Linked DNA regions of Mus musculus: regions 1 and 2 are each linked to region 3. The links are chromatin contacts, called in public Hi-C and promoter capture Hi-C maps. All regions are on one chromosome and are shown on one strand. The core of a region is the stretch at or near the end of the contact, and the rest is flanking DNA. Distances in the headings are between cores, read along the strand shown. Region 1 overlaps Gm30667 (predicted gene, 30667). Region 2 overlaps Gm30667 (predicted gene, 30667). Region 3 holds the start of Cyp7b1 (cytochrome P450, family 7, subfamily b, polypeptide 1).

Region 1 (4,584 bases), core at 1,544-4,043, 180 kb after region 3:
GGGATATCAACCTTTGAATTACCCCACAATACATGAATCATAGGGAGGATATTTTATATTTAATCCCAAATAAGGGGAGACCACTAAATACCAAAGACTTGAGGGAGAAAAGAAAAAGAACTCAGAGAAACAAAAACACAGCCATTTTAAGATTTTACTGTAAAAGGCTGGGGCACAGGAGGGACAGTGTTCTGTTTTTTTTAAGAGTGCAAGGTAGAAGTAATAGCATGCCTAAATTCATGGCATGCTTCAGGTAAACAGAGAACTCTTAAAATAGGAGTTTCCGGAAGCTACCAAGATATACCAAGAGGAAGAAAGCATACTTAAAAGCTTCAGCTGGACTGAAAAATCTAAAGAGCTATTCAACAGCAAGTCTGGTGGCTAAACTATAAATCAAAAGATTACCAAAAACCTTGCAGAGCTCACAAGATAAAATCCCACTTCCTACATCCAAAGAAATGAAGTTAGTTTGCTTGTCTTTACTATGGCACAAGAGCTAAGAAAATAAGATCAGCCTAGGTGCTAAGCAAGAAATGAATGGATGAGAATAATGTGTTATGTGTACACTGTGAAGTCAGCCACAAAGAATTTAATCCTCTGGTTTGCAGCAAAATTGGTGAAACTGACAATATGTACATTAACTGAAATAAGCCAAGCAGAAAGGCAAATGGCAGATGGTCTTCTTCATATACAGAAAGGGGGAAAATACACTGGAAAGCATGTTTTACCACTCCAATTGTTGGCATGAACCTAGGAGAATATGACCTAAAAATGAGGTGAATTAAAGTCTCATGGAATAGTCCACTTTATTCAGAGCATCAGGCAAGTTATACTCTGAGAGTTAAAAAGAGTCACCTGAGTAAAGTGTCTAATCACAAGGACAAGCCACACACCTTTAAAAGATGTTTTCCAGAAGCATTTGAACAACTGAAGTAAACCCACTCCTATCTGCTATACCTGGGAGTATCACAAAACACATTCCAAGAGCAAGTCTGTGTTTTGAAGAAATTGAGATCACAAGACCCTTGTTTCCTTGGAGTTTTCTCACAAACACTCAGCAGTGTCACACAACACTACTCTTGGACATTTTCTGACTAAAGTAGTCTCATGATTATTGGGGATTTTAAAGCATATTGGAGTTCACGAGAAAGGGGTTATTGCATGTGCTTATTGCATTCTGCATAAATGTAGATAACATGATGTCTCACTTAACATGTGTAACTGATAGGCTAATCAAAAGTAATATTAAAATCAAATGAATTGTACCTTTGGGGGAATCTGTATATCTTGAATTGGTGTGGTACTGTTTCCATGAGACTCTACTTCATTTTAACTTATTATTCTTTGTCCCTCAATTAAAAAAAAACAAACTTTTTTATGTTGTCCTTTCTCTATGAAATGCAACTATACCTCCTTTTGCAGACCTTACAAAGCCTTCCATTTAGCTTCTCATTTCTAATATTTTGCTAATTAATAATGAACAAAGCTTCACAAACAGAGTGGCTAGACTGTGAATATGTGTCAATGCCAGAGTTAGAGTCCAGAAGTCTAAAATTAAGATAGTGCCTGAATTGTTACCAGGATCTATCTCAGGCATTGCTTCTATCCCTGGCAGCACTTGGCTTATAGTAACATAACTCCAATTGTCATATGGCACTTTCCCTGTATACTAGTCTGATGTTACTCTCTTTAAAAAGGGAAAGTCCATTAGATTAAAAGTCTATCCAACTGATACTGTATTAATTCAATAAGACCAAGACCTTACTTTTCATCATTAAGTGGGAAGACACAAGTCTACCCATAATGCCAGCAGCAGCCTTAACTATTCAGATACGTGGTTAGAATTTTAAATTCTCATTGAGAATATAAGCCATTCTATCTTGTGAGGAACTATAGAGTATTTTCTCTGTATTAGATTTCTGCTAGAGTTGTGTTGGATTTGTTTTTTTCTGAGGGTTTTTTTTTCCCCAAGATGTGTGAAAAATGTAATTTCTTACAGTCCTACTTCCTATCAGGTAATAACAATGCATTGAGGGTAGTTTATCTAATTTTCTTAATCTGTAAAACTTCAATATGTGTTTTAAAAAAATCAGGTTGGAGAGCCTGCAGTTCTGAGAATGAGGTGTCTCTATTGAAATGTGTATTAACATACAAATTCCTCATGATTTTTAATTTGCTTTAGAAAATATTGATTCATTTCCTCCTAATTCAGTTAATTAAGCATTTGAGATTTTGTTGCTTTTTGATTGGGTTTTTGATTTGGGGTGTTTTGTTTTGTTTTGTTTTGTTTTCTCTACAAGATGGAGCAGTTAGGCATTTGGTATGTGGATTCTAGTCAGTAGAGATGACTCAAGCAACCTAGTTAGCCTTGCTTTGAGTTTGTATTTGGTTTCTAATGTTTTTTTTGTTGTTGTTTTTTTGTTTTTGTTTTATCTATTGAAAACCCAAGTATCTTTTCCCATGATAATTTATTTCACCCCACCATCCATTTTGATATGATGGCATATTCCCAGAAAAACAGTGTGTAGACACTGTGGCCAAGACTACAAGTTTTTTAACTTTGGAGAATCCTAAAATGGGTCTCTTCTAGTTTATCTAACTGTTTAGTCTGAGCTGAATACTGGACTACCTCAGTTGTGGGGATATTGGAGATCATATTCATTTTCCTTGTGGCTCTTTTCAGTGCCTGGAAGAGACTTTCTTTTGGACCACCAGACTCTAACACCTCTTCTGGAATTGATTCCAACCGATGATGAGCTACATCTGGCCTGTGAAATGAAAATAGCAAAGCCTTTGATTGAGTCCAAGTTAAGTGGATCTACATCATCTGCTCAGTCAACTTTTGCCAAGATAGATGATGCTGTGTCAGTGTTCTGCAATTTCAGAGGTGGATTTCCCCTCTTTAAAAACAAAGTCTTTCCTTTATATAAGCGGGGGATGGGGGGAGGGCACTGTATGTGAAATGCATTTGGCTCCTTTGTATATTTGGAAACAAAACCACTAAAATAACCTTAGCTGAGCTGAGCCTTTTTTCCCCTTTTGTTGGATCCTAGCCATCCTAGTTCTTATCGGGTAGCACAAGGGGCACTGGCTAAGGAAGCTTTGCAGATGTGAGTCAGTTCTGTTCATCTTACTATCTAAAGGGCTGACACAGGAAGGATGCTGTGAGACATGAGAAAGTCAGTAAATTCCAGGAACTGCCAGTGTTCCTCTCACCTAAAACTGGAAAATACTCACCCCAGAAGGAACGAAGGAACACAAATGGTCACAGTAAACATAGGAAGAAGGGTGAAAATCTTACTTTTTTTTTTTTTTTTTTTTTTTTTTACAATTTCAGCCTCTTTCCTACATATAAGAACCATAAACGTAGACTAGGAAATGGGCTAAAAGTGGATGTTTTCAAAGCTTGGGAAACCACCTCGCCATGGGAGGCTAGAGCCTACAGAGGAACCTGCAGCTGGCATCACAATGTTTAAAGAACATTACAGCTTATTGGTTCTATGTGAGAAGAGACAAGATTTCTAGTGTGTTGTTTCTTTGCTTGGTTTTCATTGATATTGTTTTTGTGATGTTGAGGAATGGATCCAAGTCCTTTTTAGTAGAGTCAAGTACCTCATCACAGAGGTCCATCTTTTGAACCAGGCTGAAGGTGTTAATATTAAATTTTCCAGTTGGCTAGACTGTCTGTCATGTCCTAGATCAGTGACTCTCAACCTTCTTAATATTATGACTCTTTAATACAGTTCCTCATATTGTGGCAATGCCCAAAATCATAAAATCATTTTGTTCCTACTTTGTAACTATAATTATGCTATTGCTATGAACTGTAATGGAGGTATCTGTGTTTTCCAATGATCTTAGGCAAGCCCTATGAAAGGGCTGTTTGACCTTTCAAAGGGGTGGGTCACAACCCACGAGTTAAAAACCACTACCTTATATTCTCTGGACTCATGATGCAATAAGGTCATAGTTACATTAATTTTCAAGTGTATTATAGTAACTATAAATCCTCCATTTCTGGAATAATCTGTGATACTTATATATCAACGACTAGTGTCAAGGTATTGCTAAGGATTTTACTTACTACGGTAAAGAATCTTACACAGCTCTTTCATAGGCTCTGTTGATGTCTTTCCTTATACATTGTCAATTAATTTTACCATTACTTGAGCCAACCTTTAGAACACTAACTGTCACAAGAACATTTAAGTCTAAATGGCTCCTCTGTGTCTCAGTTGATGATTTAACTCATGTCCCTGTCCTTAGCCCCTCACTGTACTACAAGGAATCCACAACAGATGTAGAAGATCTGAGAAGTCCGTGGGATGAGCAGCAAGATGTACCAGTTAATGAGCCACGGACTGACTTTAAACAAGCCTTAGGAATCAGAAAGAAAGCTTTAAATCATGTAAATTTCATATACAAAAATTCATTCATAAATTGTATATCTATTTTAAAATTAATGAGTAGTTTTAAAATGGAATTGTCATGAAGACTATAATTTCAATGCAGAAAATACATTCTCAGTAGGAGGGTAAATTTGGCATGTTCTTAGAACTCAAATAAAGTACTCAAAGAATGTAA
Region 2 (4,218 bases), core at 701-3,200, 210 kb after region 3:
TCTTCTGAGTCATTTTTGGTCATAGAATTTTATCACAGCAATAAAACGTAGCTAGTGTAAAAGTTGTTTCCAGAACTGGAATTGCTGCTGTGAAAAATCCCACTGCTGTGTTGTGCTTTGGAGGAATGTAGAAGACTTTGGAACTTTGGCTAGAAAAGTAGTTGAATGCTGCAATCAAAACTTAATGAGTCATTCCCATAGGAGCCTGGAAGACAGTGTTACTGAAAGGAGTGCAGATTGTGGAGCCCTGAATCATATGGTTCCAGAAAGAACCAAGAGATTAAAAGCAGCTGGCCAGAAGTCATTCCTGGATGCTTCATTTACGAAAACTGGCTGTCATTTATATGACAGGAAATTTGAAGCTAGAGTTGGCTCTTCCTGGGTCTCTACCTCTCATAATTCTCAGTCTTTGCTTCCTCACTTCAATCCAGAGTGATCAAAGGACAGATTGTCAAAGAGGTCTTTCCTTGCTTTCTCTAGACATGCAGCTCCCTATAGATTCCAGGCTGTTTACTGTTGTTTTATAGGATAACTTTATAGAACTTAAAATGTTTGACATTATGGAGTAAACTGCTCCTGTTTCTCTCACTGGAATAGAACTCCATAGGGGCAGGAATTTTTATAGGATTCACTTTTGCCAAGAAGAGAGATTGTATTTCACAAGTATTTATTGGATGAATGTGCGTGTTCTAAATTCACAAAAGTTATTAACTTTGGTTAACAAAGGACTTGTTGTGCTTGGTATGGAAGAGCGCTAAGTAGAAATTGAAGAAATATTCTGCTTACCAATGTTGAGGTCCTGCACTTTTCTTGGTAGGCATTTTCAACACATGTTTTGAGGTCTTTTTTGAATGCAGAGTACAGACATAACTAACTGCCTGGCCTGGTGTCACACACTTTAATCTAAGCAGTTAGGAGACAGAGGCAGGAGGATCTCTGTGAGTCCAAGGCCAGCATGGTCAACATAGTGAGTTTTAGAACAACAAGGGCTATGAAGAGAGACACTGTCTCAAAAATCAACAACAAAAATAAATTTAAAAAAACAATAAACATTCAGCAAAGATTAGAATTTAAGTAAATTTCAAACAACTCTCTATAAAAGTTAATCTCAGTCATCACAATCTAAGGCAAAATTGTAACTTTTATAAATTTGAAGCCTCTGTAATGGACTTTGTATGGTATAAGGAATGGCCTGTACAGATTTATGAGTACATACCCCAATTGCACCAGCCCACCCTCTACTACCCCATGGTTTTGACACAATCTGTAGTCATGCATCATAATTGAAAGTGAGTATTTTTACGATAGAAACTGTACCTGGCAAATAAAGAAGCAGGTTTGTTCTCAGTTTAATTAAGTGAGTCTGGGCAGCCTTTTTGCAATATGGAGATTAACTGTCAGATTTATGTTAATATGATCTCAGAGAATGAAATGTCTATAAAAAGTTCCTCCCCTCACCCCTCACTTGAGCATTCACATTGTCTGGCTGCAGTTCCCTAAAGCTGGTAGTACCTTATGAAACCAGCAGCAGGTCAGTTCTGCAGAAGCAAGGCATGTAACACATTAGACTTATTAAAGACATTCAGACAAATAAGTTGAAATCATAGCTATTGTACAGAGGGAAAACTGTCACAATGGTCGACTTTGCCGCATCTCAGCAGAATCATTCAATGCCAAGCTCTCCTTTATCTGATTAACAGAGGATTACACAGCTCTTCTGAACACCCTCCCCATAATACAAAGAGCCTTTCATTCCTCTAAATACCCCCCTTTTTTGCATGTGAAAAAAGTGCCACCCATTTTTTTTTTAATTTTGTGATTTAAGAAAAAAATGTAGTTTAAATCATGAATCCTGTTGTGGGGACTGAGTTAATTAAAAACATGATGTATACATACAGCTGATCCTACTCACCCTAATGAAGAACATTAATTCTAGAGCATGTGTGGCTGTAGTCACATTGCTACAAATTACTGGACTCTTTCCTTTATCCGTTTCCAAGAAAGTCTCCCCCTGTTAGTTAGGAAAAAAGAAAAATATGACGCCTTAGTTCTAGGCAGCATAAATTACACACATCAATCAGAGGAAGCTTAAATTAAAATACACATTTGGCAAACAAATATGAATATGTTGATCTCATCTGTGAATAAAAATGATTTACTGGCTGTGTTGACCCCCCGCTGCTCAACATGAAGGTCACTGTGAGCAGCTTCTTTCTCATTGAGAAATGTTTTCGTATCTTTTAAAGATCCAATTTTATATATGCCCTAATGCTCAATCTAGTGATTCATATGTAGAGAGATTGATTTATCTTATAAAAAAATTACAGGCTCGTTTATATTTATGTAATCCAGAACAGATAGCTAAATTAAAATGTTGAAAAAAAAAACACTAGTAGTTTATAGTTCCTGGACTGAAGATTCTCCAATGTGTTTATGATTTTTCTAATCTAGCAGAACACTATTTGTGAAATGGAATGGTACACCTTTCCGATATTGAGTAATCATAAATCAGTCTATTCTTATCACCTACAGCATGCATGATAGGGGCTGGGGCCCCTGGGAGGTACCCATTACAGGCCAAAGCTTAAGGAGAGATGATCCTGGGTCTCAGTGTAGCTTGCCATTTCTCACAAATACCTGTAGGTGAAACAGGCAGGTTCATCACTACCTTGCAGAAGCAAGGCATGTAACACATTAGACTTATTAAAGACATTCAGACAAATAAGTTGAAATCATAGCTATTGTACAGAGGGAAAACTGTCACAATGGTCGACTTTGCCGCATCTCAGCAGAATCATTCAATGCCAAGCTCTCCTTTATCTGATTAACAGAGGATTACACAGCTCTTCTGAACATCCTCCCCATAATACAAAGAGCCTTTCATTCCTCTAAATACCCCCCTTTTTTGCATGTGAAAAAAGTGAAAAAAGGTAGTGATCAACCTGAACCAAAGCATATTTTATGTTATAACATTAATTTTGAATATGCATGTCATATTTTCTTCCGGAGGCTTCATCATTATAACCATGATGCAGTATCTTGATACCTGCTCTTATTAGTTAGGCTCAATCTCAATACTGCACATCCTCATGAGTATACAAAAGGACAAATGACTAAACTAATTTAAAAGTGTGGACTACACATACACCTTGCAAGTTAAAGATGAACAGTCACCAAAGAAACCTGATAAATTATAAATGTTTAGGTCTCCTTCAACCAAAGTCAAACTTAGTGGTTTTGAAATGGGAAATGGGTCTTCATTCTTGGGGCAATTCCAATGGTCTTCAGAACAAACTTCGAGAAAGACTGTTGGGAGGACAGGATGGTAAAATGAAAACCAAACATTATACAACTCATTGGGTTTTAGCAGTTTTAAAATTTTATTTGAAGAGATTAAATCCATGGCTGGGATGGCCATTTTGCACTATTTAGTAAACAGCAAAAAGAAGAATTATAAAGAGCCCCTCTAGAACAGTAGTTTTATACTAGAGAATTTCTTTTTTCTTTTGTTGTTTAAGTAGGAAACCAGCAGAACTAAGAATTATCAGAAAAACAAATCACCTAGAGCAAAGCACTTACAAAACAACCCATATTTTAAAAACACATTTCAGTTGTTGTGTCTATTTTCATTTTTATTACATAAACTGATTGTTAATTTGCGATATATGGTTGTTATGCATCACGCACCAACAGATTATGGATCTTTCCATTGCCGAGTACAAAGAAATAACCACGGAAAGTTCTAGAAACAAGGAAAAACTGAAGTGGGATGAAAGGGTGATCACAATTTTTCATTTTTTGTAGGGTGGAGAAACAATGACTTTATCTCTTCTCTGTAAGAAACAATTAAGAAACTAGTAAACTTTTAGAAAAGATAGCTTAAGGGTGTTTAAGGAGTTCTGTCCTCATAAGGAAAAGGGACTGAGTCAGTTCATCAGGGCCCACGTTGACTGTTAAGATGGCCAAAATGAATGGACTAGTTGTGCAGCATTCTGTTCATCTGGCTCAGATAGGCACTGCCAAAAGGAATTTGGGTGTAATTCTGCTCTGTGCTAATTAGAATTGGTCAAATTATCCTCTGATGAATTTCCTCCCATAGATAAAATTTGAGAGAATATACAACAACAAAGTAATTATCAGGGGTGCCAATTATCCCTAGGGGCACCAGAGCTGGATCCAAGGATGTAGAACATGGTCTCAACTTCTTAGACAATTTCC
Region 3 (4,162 bases), core at 993-3,492:
GTTTCTTTCTCTCTCTCTCTCTCTCTCTCTCTCTCTCTCTCTCTCTCTCTCACACACACACACACACACACACACACACACACACACATTCAAAGTGGGGAGTAGAGTGAGAGACAGACAGACAAACACAGAAACAGAGTGAAAGACAGAGGAGAAATTAAAAATAGTGAAGCTTTATTTTCTTTATCCAACTAATGTAATCAAAATGAATTGTAATATCGACATCAGTAGTATGTAAGAGAACTTAATAGATCATTGGTAGTTATATAAATTATGACTGAGGGAGGTTTCACATCTATTACAACTCCAATATCCACACTAATCCAAGTGTGTGTGTGTGTGTGTGTGTGTGTGTGTGTGTGTGTTATTCTCTATGTTCATTTTCAGTGGCACCTAAAGCATACTATAAAGTGAGAAAAGTAAGTTGTAGTAGAGTGTGTTTTCCTGTGATTTATATCTGTGTATTACCAGTCATTCAGGCATATAACATACATAAGGCATTGAGAATATTTTGTTCTAGTCATATTTTCCCATTTACATGTCACATCAGACAGGACTTTCCTACAGTGATAAATTGTCCAGGTACAGAAAACAGAAGCCATTAGTCACATGGGCCTCTCTCATTAGTCACATAGGCCTCTCTGAGCTAGAACATCCTCTTATCTTTCCATAGTGCATGACAGTGTATATCAGCTGCTATGGGATGCAGTTCCCTATAGACCTGTATTGGAGTCTTTCTGGTATGAAGGAATTGACAACTGATGGCATGAACATTTCAGCAAATACTATTTAGTGAACAGAAAAAAACTGGCTTATTCAAAGAGCTTCTTGTGGAAAGCCTACCTTGCCTTTCTACCTCCCCGAGACATTATCCTGAGTTTCACAATCTGACTTGATTACCCTCAATGGTCTAGAATGAACTAGTTAGGTCCATCGATTCCTGCCCTGCATGTAAATGGAGACTGAAACAAATCACCTTCCTGTCTGCAAATCTGGAAGTGCAACTTAACTGGCATGGGGAGAAGCTGGAGCCTGTGTAGAATCACATGAGCTGAAGTTAAAGATCCAATCCCCTCCTGTGCTGAAGACTGCAGAAGAGGGACAGGAAAGCTCTGGAAAGTTCTCTCAAAGCTCAATGTGAGAAAGTGGAAATGCTATTATCTTGAGTATTTTTCAGTTGACATTTCAGAAGTGTGCAGATATGTGTGTGCAGTACAATTGTGTCATTGTCCCTAAAACCAGAGAAGTTATGACGCTCACTGATCCAAGTAAATACTGACAGATATTTAAATTGTAATTACTATTTTCCGCAAATCAATCTGCTTGGTTTACAAAAAACATGAAAACAGTGTAGGAAAAAAATAAGACACTGGTGGGAAAAGAAAATAAATTTGAAGTGAACAATTTTAGTTGTATTTCTCTACATCCATATTTCAAGCAGGATACTTAAGCCCTTCTGAGTTTTGCTGTTGTTACTGTTGTCCTGAGAAAAATAACAGGGCGAAGACATAACTATTATCACCTTTGCTCCTCACGAAAACTTGTGATAGCAAATACTGTTGTTTCTATTTTTTCCTAGTAAGGAAAATCAGGTAAACTGAGGCACAGAGCAGCACCTATATCCTGCACCTGCATTTTCTTAAAACATTTCTCTTTGAGCTAAATGAAATTCAAGAAAATTTTCTTCCTGAAATAGAGGGAACTCTGAGCTGCAACATATCCATGGGCCCACGAAAAGGCCATACTTGATGCTTAATGCAAACCTGAATAGCTACAGCCTGCGTGGTGCAACTCCATTCGGGCCTCTCAACTGTAGCCCGTGTGTGAGTGTGTGGAGGGTGAAAGAAGTCTTTATTAGGACATCCACTGGCTGCAGCAGATGCCAGTGTCCTGCAGCAAGGTTTTCCTGCACCCGCCATCCCTGCCGGACTCGGGTGTCCACGAGGTCGCGTGGCCGCGATCCCACGCATGCGTGGCCAGCCAGGCGCTTACCTGGTGCGCCGGGTAAGGAGGAACAGGGCCGAGAGCAGTAAGGTGGCGGCAAAGAGAAGGCCTAGGAGGGCGAGAGGCCCTGGCGAGGCGGCATCTAGGGTCGTGGCTCCCTGCATCCCGACGAGCTGGCGGCTCTGTAGGGAGCGATGGCTTCTGCACAGTGCCCTCTCTTCTAGACCAGAGGCTGTGGCCTGCCCGCTGCACAGAGCAGAATGTCACAGCGGCCCCCAAAGCTGAACTACAAAGTTAGTGGAGTCCCCTCCCCCCCGCCTCCCCCTGACCCAAGCGTTCCGCCTCGCACCGCCTCCCGCTCCGCTCCGCTCCGGTGACAGGAACCCTGCCAAGGAAGAGGGAAAGGATTAGGATTTCCCCAGATGGAGCCACAGAAGCCTGGGGGTTGGGGGGCGGGGGGGTGTTTTTGAGTCAGTCAGCAGTGAGCTCGCAGAAGAGACCCTGCCTGACTCCCTGCTCTCCCCACCCACTAGCCTTAGAAAGTGGCCCTGTGGCACAGGTCATCCTAAACAGCTGGCAGATACTGCAGTTTGTGCTCCCCATCACCTTCACCACCAGTGTCCACTGTGCTTAGATTGAGGTTGAGGGCATAATATATGCAAAGGTTCACACCAGAGGCAGAAGGCAGGGTCTTAACTGCCGACGCACAGCACAGAAAGAAGCCACAGGTAACACCAAGCTATGACACCAAGTCCACGTCCGTAGTGTACAGCACACTGTACAGGCAGAGAAGGAAGACATTCGAAAAGTATCTTCTCATGGGAGCTGCGGTAATGACTCAGCAGATACACCTGAAACATGAGGACAGGCGCCCTGCCTTAATAGAGAAAGTGAAAGTGGCTGAGGAAGAGAGAGACCTGATGCTAACTTCACAGGAGAGCCCCCATCCTACACACACCTTTTTTCCTGATTACCCATATTCAAGTTGTCTTGTAGACTTAGTTGATAAATATTTACGCATCTAATTAAATCCTACTCCAAAACCTCTATCTTATGCACTGGACAGGATACAGTTCCCACCCTCACCTATCCCCGAACAGTTACTGCTAACAACTTCAAATCTGGTCTCTGTGCCACTTACCATTTCACACAGATCTGTTTTTACCCTGTCTCAGTCTCAGAAAGAAAGTGATGAATACTCCATGTGCAATGAGAAGTGTTAACACCAAAGGCTTGCGGAAGAGACCACTGACCTGCATAAAATAAAGCAAGCTGTTTTTATTTGTTTTCATGGGCTCCTTCCTCCTAAGGTTGGGATCCAAGAGGTCAGCATTGGACATATGGAAGACAAGGTTTTTATACCCAGTGGTAGGGGGTTTCTGAATGGGAGTTACTGAGCAGAATATAACAAGATGGTCATAGCAAGATAGCTTTTGAAAGAAAGGCATGACTGCCATTTTCTGGAAGAAGCAGTGCAGAGCCATTTGTAGTTAAGGTTGCAGGTTACACATAGCCCAATTCTTAGGAAATAGACATTGAATCATAAAGAAATAAACTCAGCTGGTCTTTACTATAAGATGGCATTCTTAAGTGTAAGCCATGGATGATATGTGGTTTGTTGGATCTGTAAAAAAACAAAAAAACAAAAAAAAAAAAAATAAGGGCTGGTGAGATGGCTCAGTGGGTAAGAGCACCCGACTGCTCTTCAGAAGGTCCAGAGTTCAAATCCCAGCAACCACATGGTGGCTCACAACCACCCATAATGAGATCTGATGCCCTCTTCTGGTGCGTCTGAAGACAGCTACAGTGTACTTACATATAATAAATAAATAAATCTTTAAAAAAAGCATTTAAAAAATAAAATAAAATGTCTTCTTTTCAAAGACTATGAGATGAAGTGAACAGATATTAGTAGTAGATAAAAGAAAAGAAACTAGTTGATATGTGATTGTGGAGTAACAATGAGAGAATTTAATAATGGGTCCATATGGTTCCAATCTTTTGCTCATTCCCCAAAGCAAATGATATAGTAGGGGTTTGGTTTATGACAGATTCGGGGTTGATGTGAAAACGTAGTACAATGGAAACATACAGGAATCTCTAAGGGTGACCCTAGCAAAGATTCCTAGTAATAAAGAATATGGACCAGAACTGGCCCTCTTTCGTAACCAGATAAGGTTTCAAGTGGTGGGACTAATATATCAACTCAGCCACAAAT

What was found. Promoter capture Hi-C pulls out the DNA fragments that hold promoters and counts their contacts. A called contact is a pair of places that touch in the nucleus more often than the background predicts.
Region 1: a contact with region 3 is called in a promoter capture Hi-C map of hippocampal neurons, with 3 times the contacts expected there. The contact joins the enhancer-like site here to the promoter of Cyp7b1 in region 3. A contact is called at or near these places in 5 of 39 promoter capture datasets (the 3T3-L1 cell line, the C10 cell line, hippocampal neurons and 1 more) and 2 of 9 other capture datasets (adipose tissue and liver).
Region 2: a Hi-C map of forebrain shows a contact between it and region 3, with 3 times the contacts expected there. The contact joins the enhancer-like site here to the promoter of Cyp7b1 in region 3. A contact is called at or near these places in 4 of 39 promoter capture datasets (the 3T3-L1 cell line, hippocampal neurons and liver), 7 of 484 Hi-C or Micro-C datasets (adipose-derived mesenchymal stem cells, forebrain and liver), 3 of 115 datasets of contacts at active chromatin or transcription factors (embryonic stem cells, kidney and liver) and 3 of 9 other capture datasets (adipose tissue, embryonic stem cells and liver).

What each region holds. Positions count from the first base shown.
Region 1 is chr3:18,419,293-18,423,876 of GRCm38.p6, forward strand. All of the region lies in intron 2 of Gm30667 (predicted gene, 30667), which reads right to left. Among named protein-coding and RNA genes, the nearest start is that of Gm30667, 40 kb to the right of the region's middle. Within about 2 kb of position 2,794, at least 8 of the 459 cell types and tissues checked have an H3K27ac peak or open chromatin away from gene starts, as enhancers often do. A contact at or near this core is called in hippocampal neurons, where this site is marked.
Region 2 is chr3:18,452,186-18,456,403 of GRCm38.p6, forward strand. It overlaps Gm30667 (predicted gene, 30667), which reads right to left. Exons shown (of 6, transcript NR_166207.1): 2 at 1,913-2,011. Among named protein-coding and RNA genes, the nearest start is that of Gm30667, 7.0 kb to the right of the region's middle. Within about 2 kb of position 1,951, at least 16 of the 459 cell types and tissues checked have an H3K27ac peak or open chromatin away from gene starts, as enhancers often do. A contact at or near this core is called in forebrain, where this site is marked.
Region 3 is chr3:18,241,096-18,245,257 of GRCm38.p6, forward strand. It overlaps Cyp7b1 (cytochrome P450, family 7, subfamily b, polypeptide 1), which reads right to left and starts at 2,243. Exons shown (of 6, transcript NM_007825.4): 1 at 1,993-2,243. The coding sequence starts at 2,108.